2 separate regions of the Zea mays genome follow, and region 2 is linked to region 1. A link is a contact called in public Hi-C data. All regions are on one chromosome and are shown on one strand. Each heading gives the region's core, a stretch centred on a gene start, on an enhancer-like site or on the middle of the called end of the contact. The rest is flanking DNA. Distances are from core to core; before and after follow the strand shown. Region 1 holds the start of LOC103632613 (probable LRR receptor-like serine/threonine-protein kinase At1g07650). Region 2 has its middle 64 kb from the start of LOC100279247.

Region 1 (4,278 bases), core at 238-2,737:
GGGACTCGGAGTGGCGGTCTAGTTTGTTGCTACCTTAGATATTCCTTGCCGACAACCTAGGCCCTACACCACAGACGAGACAATGACTGTGGCTTCACAAAGTGCAGGAAAACCACTAACCCAGTGATACATTTTGTTCTATTCTACTAGTAGTCAAGCAAACAATAATGGCCAGGTAAAAGTGCAAAGGCACACTCACAGTCCTTGTAACTTCATCCTGGCCCACTGGTGAGGCACTCCGCCATGGAACAAGCTCCTGCTTAGATCTCTGCATGCAGCACAGGAACAACACCGTTATTCCTATTGCTCTTAACAGGTGGAGCTTGTGCACAGGTCAGCTTGACCAAGATCTGAAGATTGACAACTCACAGCTGGAGGAGGTAGGGGAGGTCAGCGAAGTCAGGCGGGAGCTCACCGGAGAAGTTCTGCCCCTTGAGGAATCTGCAAAGATTATCATGGTGCCAAACCGGGCCATGCGGTTTTGTTGGTTCAGTGAATCAAAGAAAACTGCGGCCAACGCAAATTAAAAAAAAAAGAGTGTGTGTGTGTGTGTGGACAAGTGAAGCGTACATCTCTGTGACATGGCAGACGGTGCCGTTGGAGAAGGAGCAGTCACAGTGCACCCCGGAGTCTCCGTGGTCGCAGGGACCGGCGCCGGCGGTGAAGTCCCAGCTGGACACACCAAGCCTGGCCGCGATCCGGCGAAGGACGCTCGCTGCAAGAGGAGGCGGTTCCAGCAGTTGCGTTAGTCGAAGAGAAAGAGGAGGAAGTATTAAAACGAATTTCTGGGTGGTTGGTTGCAGTTGCAGCCTTGCAGGCAGCAGCATGCGGAGCATTTTGCGGCATCTCCATGGCTGGTTTGCAGCTGAGACTCTGAACATTCAACCAAATGGAACCTTTTGTTTCAAAGAAACTGTTTCTTGGAGATTCTCTTTGGCAGGTGTTACAGCAACTAGGTAGCTCAAGGGTGAAGCTAAGCTAAGGTGGACAAGAAAGGCTGGCAGGCAAAGAACATGCTCCATGAATCAATACAGTGCAGCAGCTGTGCGACAGCAAAGCACCTTCAGCTGGAACGAGGCTCGGAGTCGGAGCGGCCGCGGCCACCTCGCTCCGCCCTGTGCCATGGACGGCCTCGACGAGCAGCAAGCCGAGGAAGAACACCATGTAGAAGCAGAAGCAGCCACATGGACATGGCGGCCTACACGCCATTGTCTCTCTCTCTTCCAGGTTCCAGGTGGAGGTAGTGGTGGCGATCAGGTGAAAGTAGTGGACGGAGTGGAGAGGAGCGTGAGTGACTTGGCTGTCTCTAGGCGAAGAAAGAGGGAGGGGCATGTATATCTTTTCTCTATCGTAAAGGCGTCTCACTGTCTCAGTCTTTTTGGAGTCTTCTCCGCGGTATCATTGGCAGGCATGTCACGTTGCCATGGGTGTACCCCTGCACTGCCGCGCAGCTGAGTTGCTTTCTGGTTGCGCTGCACCTGCACTGCACTGCAGCTCCCTCTGCGAGTCAAGGCCGGGATAGAATGCCAGAATGGTTCTTGGGTCCAACTTCCAGGCTGGCGCGATGGCGGGCTTGTCGGTCGCCGGAGTCAGACTGTTGACTCTGCTTGAGCGACGTCTACGCTCTGGTAGACCAATGCTGCGATAGACGATGCATCGCTGTCTTGCCAAGCTGGAATATAAGCTCTCGTGATCGGCAGCTTCGGTGCCGCCAAAATCCGCATGGATTCCGACCCGACCTCGACTGCATGAGCGTTCGTCGACTTCCAGAGCTGCACGGTCTGCGGCTGCGAGAAATTTTCAGCCCTGCACAGCACTTGCACTTGTTTCTTTTTTCCGGGTCCCGCAGTGTTAAGGCTTTCCGGTCCTGAAATATACATCTGTAGACCATCCCTTATATTATATAAAATCACGTAGACCACAGACGACTTCTGCTAGATTAGGCAACTGTCAGTGTTGATTAGTTGAAAAGTGTCTTTTTCGCACATTGATCACCCCCATACTTTCCAATCGGTACAGTGGCCTAGTCAACTATAGTTAATGAAAATACGATTATGACAATATTAACATATATATTTTTCATCGTGTCTAATGTGTATTTTGGTTTTTTAATTAAGAATATGATTTGTTGGTCCTATTCAGCGGAAAAGTAGTCAAAGATGTCCCGTAGTAGGGATGAGTGGATGATATTGATAGTCACACCCACAGATACGGGTGCCTACAGGTTTTACATCCATTAGGCGGGTGTTAAATTAGATTTATGGGTGCAGGTACAAGTGCTAAATTAGACTCATGGTTCAGGTGCGGGTCTAGAGTTTCACCCACGAGTGTCCAATGAGCCCGATAAATAATATTATATTGTCTTAAGTCTTAACTAGGTATATACCCGTGCGTTGCTACGGAATCAACACATTTTATTAACATACATTGAGATTAATACATTTTATTAAGATACATTGAGATTGTGAATACAAATGTGAATATCGATTGTCCCCAAGCGAACGTAGATGGATGGGTTGTCCTCGGTTGCAGTCGATCTTAGTTGGGTAGCTCGTCGCTACGGCTATATATCACATAGTTAAATCTTATTTAAATGGAATAATTATTCAAACACGTCCAAATCTTTACAATAAAGTACCATAAAGATAATTCAATACATTTCTATTGCAATCATTTGAATACTAAGGCAAATGCAAAGGATTAAGAACTCATAATAAAGTATCAATTGTTTGTGTGCATACAAGCTTAGTGGTCCAAAGGTAGCTAGCAAGTGGTACCCATATAAGAGTATATTAGTCTGGGTGGCTCCATGATAATGACACCAATCTAGAGTTCTGTATTGCACCTGCTAGAGTCCAATGAATCAAGCTTACCAAAGTTTTAGTTTAAAACAGACAGTTTAACCTTCATTCAGAAATCAGAAGCACTGAACCCAGTAACAGTTCTTCTGAAGATTTTTTCTCTCATACAGGAAATATTGGCAAACATTCATTTCAGGTTATCAAACATCTAAGGAATACAATGCTATGAATCTTGCTACCAAGCAGATAGAGAATTGTTATTACCGAAAAATAGGTTATTCTAAATGCAGCATGTGATTCAGTCCAACGATAGGAAAAAATCCAGGCACACTTTTTTCATACTTCATGTCCGGTCCAAATTGGGGTCTTCCAATTTGATTGTGGTAAAGCACAAAAGTAGGTGGAGTGTGAGACCTTAACCACAAGTAGAACTAAAGAATAATGTTCTTTTCCAGTTTTGCACGTGCCGGATATTGAACAAATGAAAAATCCAGCATTTACAAATTGTGGAACATGACATACATTCAGGTTGCACGACTGCTGCCATTAAAAATGAATGTATACTATTTAGACCATTTACAAATTGTGATGTGAAAACCTTCTGCAACATAAAAAGTGGGCCAACAGGGTAAATAGAGTCGACTCACACAACTTCTTTAGTTTCAGTACAATCTTTGCTTACACAAAACAATCAGCCGAAGGTAAAATCTTACACACTCTAGTTGCAAAGTGAGCAGGATTAGTAGACACCATCTGCAGTCGAGTAAAGCTTTCTTTTGTTCTGCCCATCAAAACCAAACTGTTGCTTTCTCTGTCGAGTCGATGGACTTTGTCTCACAAGGCACAGGGAAAAGATATCTTTAGAGCCCCTAAGATTACACATTAAAGATTATTAAAGCTCAGATGCAAAACCAAGGATGAAATTACTTTTCTTCATTGTGGTGAACAAGAAAAAAGTGCCAAAATTTTGACGAGTCACATAGATTAAACAATAGACAAGAAGATACCTAGAGGGCTCAATCCATAGAAGTATATGATCCCCTGGATGGAGCGGGTAACTAAACAAAAAAGTAAGGTAGAAGTGTCAGATCTAGAACATCAGTTAATAGGTAGTATTCTGACTAAACAACACAAAGTATTATGTTCGATATTACCATCGTGCGGAGGATTATGATGATTCTTATTATTATCACAAGTACAATACAATTATCAGGAATTAATATGTGCATTTCTGAAAAAGTACCAAAGTCATGCATACTGGTATACATGGGCCATGACAGGAAATTCACTGCAAGGATTTAAATAATCGTCGTGTATTCAAAATAGCATAAAGGTTTCAGTTTTCCCAATGTTGCATAGCAAAAAAAAAACACTAACCAGACTGTGGGTTTGGAAGTCGATACGATTACTGCCTGAATTCTCATCAATTTTCTCCTCACGCTTGTTGTCTTGACCCCCCCCAAATGAACTTGTTTAA
Region 2 (3,867 bases), core at 1,042-3,541, 240 kb after region 1:
GTTAGGAGTATCTGCTTATATTCTGACTGGGATATTAATTCTCTCCGGGTCACAGGTAGCCTTTTTAAACCAACCATTAGCGCATCTGGATCATTGCAGGGTAAAGGCAACACACTAGCTGAGTAGCTGGATGTATATATATAATAAATACGTGTGTGGGAGCAAAACAGAGCCATGCGATGCGACAGAAGAAAGGCACGCTAAACCACGATATGCAGCCGCATGCATCGCTACAGTACACCTAGCAGTACCAGATGTGATGCATGCTCTTTACTTTTTTTTTATTATAAAGAAAGTGCTCATTAATTAGTTGTCAAATCCTTTTCATCTCCTATACACGATCTCTGACTGCTGAGTGGGAGAGCAAGTGGTCGCCAGTCTGGTGGATGTGTCAGCTGAGGTAACTGCAGTTTGACAGTATGCACTAAACGCTGTGAATATGTGATAGGTAAGGCTATCTTCAGCTGTTTACATATCTCCGTATCCATATTTCAAACTTTACTCTGTTTACAGTTTACAATGTAAAACAGTGTTTTAGGTGACTATATGAGTGAGCTGCTGGACACGGTCTAAGAGTTTGATAGCATAGTCGGTAGATCTAGCTTAGGCCATGTTCCAAACCTCAAAAACTAATAGTTCGCTACTAAACTAGCTGAATTGACTAACTAATTATCAATTATATCTTTTAAATAGCTATTAGTTGTAAGCTGTTTCAACCTAACTAATAACTTATTAGCTAGTTAATAACTAGCTCTAGAGGTTTGGGACTGTGCCTTCACTAGCAGGCATCAGTTTTTGCATGAATGCACATGGCCATTCCATGTATGGTTATGGCCAGCTGCCAAGAAAACCCATAGCATCTGCTACTGTTAACAAGTCCGGCATGGACTAATGATGCATATGACCAGACGCGATGCCCTTTACCTTTTTTAAAAAAGGGAAAGTGCTCATTAATTAGGTGGCAAATCCTATACACGATCGAGGAGTGACTGTGACTGCTGAGTGTGCGAGGAGCCTTCACAACAACACTGTACACTATTTTCGGCAGCTAAGATTATTCTCGACGGCCAGGGTTTAGCCATCAAAAATAAGCTTGCGTTGGAGAGTGATTTGTGAGTGATGAAGACCAGTAGGCACTAGGCAGTATCTAACCAGCAGATCCAATCTCTCCTTCTCTAATAATAATATTAGCAATATAATCGTTCCCATCGAGTTGTAGTAGGGTCAACTTATCACAGGCATACTGTATGTATGTATAAAGCAATCATGCATCACATGCACTGCACTGGTTAGGCATGCACATGCATGCATGACCTTGTTCCGGCCTTTACAGGCAGCAGGGGATTAGATAGATGCAGAATCGATCATTAATTCAGAGAGCGTGGGTGCAGGATCCCGTGCCACCTTTTCCTCTGCTAAAATAATGCCGGCCGGCGTCACCGAAATGCTTGCGTGGCGCGACGGTTGGCGTAGTTCATCAGTGCAAGCAAAGAGGACGGTACGTAATAATCTTTTGTCGTCTCTTGGCAGCAGGTCAAAGCTAAGCAACAGCAACCCTGGCTAGACAAGACGGAAGAAACTCCAATCCAAGAGAGATGCGTGCTAATGTAATGTTCTCAACCACAAAAAAAAAAAAAAAAAAAACACCGCATGGTGGCGGCGACGTGATCCGGATGTGATGATTGTGCTTCCAACCATCTTGTTTTGTGTATTATATTTTAGTACCTAAACTGTTAAATACAAAAAATAAAATAGAGTTACGTTTTAGCAATTTAAGAAATAAAATAAAATAAAACGAAGGACTAAAAACAAGATTGAAGCGTGCATCCGACGACACTAACTTGGGATGAAAACGGTCGGAAACGGTATTTATTCGGTAATCAGTTTTTTAGTCGTTTTTCTTTGATTGCGAATAAATAGGATATAGAATCTACAATACAAATATGTATTCTTGTTTTTAACATCCAGCTTGTAAAGATTCATAAAAGGTAAATCTCAAATTCATACTATATTTTCTTAAATAATAGATATAAACTTCGGTATGGATTCGGAAAAAAATTCGGTATTTTTTCAACGTTTCGTGTTGTAGGGAGCAAATAATACATAAAAAAATTATGCAATATTTTATTCATATTTGTATTAATGTGCTTGATAACATAAGAAAAGATCAACATTAAATTTTATGCATATCTATTTTAAAATATTAAATTTGTTCTAACAGTTCAGATTACCGCTTTCATCCGCAACACTGTGTGCGTGACAATGCTGGTCTGGCCCATTTGTTGGCTCTAGGCCCAAACTATGCAGCTACAAACGTGGGCTTCCTTTACCTAGTGGCTGTGATGCACCAAGTTAGTCCTAGTCTTCATCTTTATCTTTACTAAGTAGCCAGTTATTACTGTTTTGCTACTGTTATTATATATTATATAAATAGTTATTGAGATATTTATTTAAATATAATTATTATCTATTTCTATACATTAAAATATATATGGTATGTTGATTAGCGAAGTTGTGATAGTACTAGACGGACACATTAGGTTTTTAATAAGTAGTATAGATATAATACATAAGTTTTGTCGTGCGTGATTTGAGCATCACCTGCACCCACCATGCATGATGCAAGTGCCGTTTGACCATCTCTTCACCGCCATGCATGTGCGCAAGTGACTCATACGCAGCCAGCGATCCCTAGTAGATTAAACACGAAATAAATTGATAGATTAAATAAAAATGGAGCGCCCGGCCCCACAAACGGTTTGCATGCCTCAGCGCTTGGTACATCAAGCACGAAATAAATTGCTAGATTAAACAGCAAAAATGGAATGAGTTGAGGGTAGCTCAAACCATAGTTGTTAATCAAGGATCTTCTAACCGTTGCAACTTAGATTCATTTATGTTATATAAAGAACAGATATTACAAACATATCCTAAAAATTGAAAAAATATAATCATGTCGGTTCGAGTTAGCATTATGGTCCGAGAAGACTGTTTATACACGGCATAGTCCTCATGAAGGACCATTACGAGGCTACTTTGAATCATGTCGGACTAGACAACGATACTATTTTATGGGTCGTGCTCGGGCTAGTCCACCAGGCACAGACCATTATTCAGCCATCTATAGTCAGGTACCTCATCTTTCATTGTCCACGATCTCGCGAGTGTAAAAAAAGAGAAAAAGCTTCATCTCGTCTCATCCAACACCACTCGTCGTCTCTGCCTCTCTCCTTGCTATATCGCCGCCCGACGTCTCTAGGGCAAAATCCTATGTGCACCGCGAGGTATAGTGTAACATCCTAAATCCATCAATTGAAAACAACTCAGTTTGAAGTATTGATTTCTAGTAGAAAGGAGAAACATTTACGTTTTCAAATAATGAATTTGGTGATAAAAACAAGGTACACAATTTCTAAGTAAATAGAATCTATCAAGTGTTTGATGCATTCATGCCGAAACATATATTTTGTTTGATTTGAATTTCAGATCCAATTCTTGGATCTAATTATGTGAGAAAGATATTGTTTGTTAAAATAATAAAGAATTATTAAAATAATTTTTGAAAATATATGCATTTTGATTTGTTAATAATAATATTGAGTTTGTTCTATTTTTAGAAATATATATGGTAATATACCTTATTTGGATTAATTTGTTGGTGTGAAATCTTTTTTTTCATAAAATGAAATGAATTGCTAATAACATTTTCTAAAAACATGTATTTTAATTATGTTAGTAATAATTTTGTTTTATCCTATTTTTTGGGATATATATTCATATATATATATATTCTACTAGCTGAGTGCCCGTGCGTTGCAACGGGAATATATAATACCAGTATACTACGATAACTTATGTACAAAATAT

The links. A called contact is a pair of places that touch in the nucleus more often than the background predicts.
Region 2: a Hi-C map of tassel shows a contact between it and region 1, with 2.5 times the contacts expected there. The contact joins the enhancer-like site here to the promoter of LOC103632613 in region 1. A contact is called at or near these places in 2 of 25 Hi-C or Micro-C datasets (leaf and tassel).

What each region holds. Positions count from the first base shown.
Region 1 is chr7:98,718,497-98,722,774 of Zm-B73-REFERENCE-NAM-5.0, reverse strand. It overlaps LOC103632613 (probable LRR receptor-like serine/threonine-protein kinase At1g07650), which reads right to left and starts at 1,487. Exons shown (of 24, transcript XM_008654363.3): 1 at 1,062-1,487; 2 at 571-715; 3 at 370-441; 4 at 200-268. The coding sequence starts at 1,332.
Region 2 is chr7:98,480,450-98,484,316 of Zm-B73-REFERENCE-NAM-5.0, reverse strand. No RefSeq gene overlaps it. Among protein-coding and RNA genes, the nearest start is that of LOC100279247, 64 kb to the left of the region's middle. Within about 2 kb of position 2,291, at least 17 of the 20 cell types and tissues checked have an H3K27ac peak or open chromatin away from gene starts, as enhancers often do. A contact at or near this core is called in leaf and tassel, where this site is marked.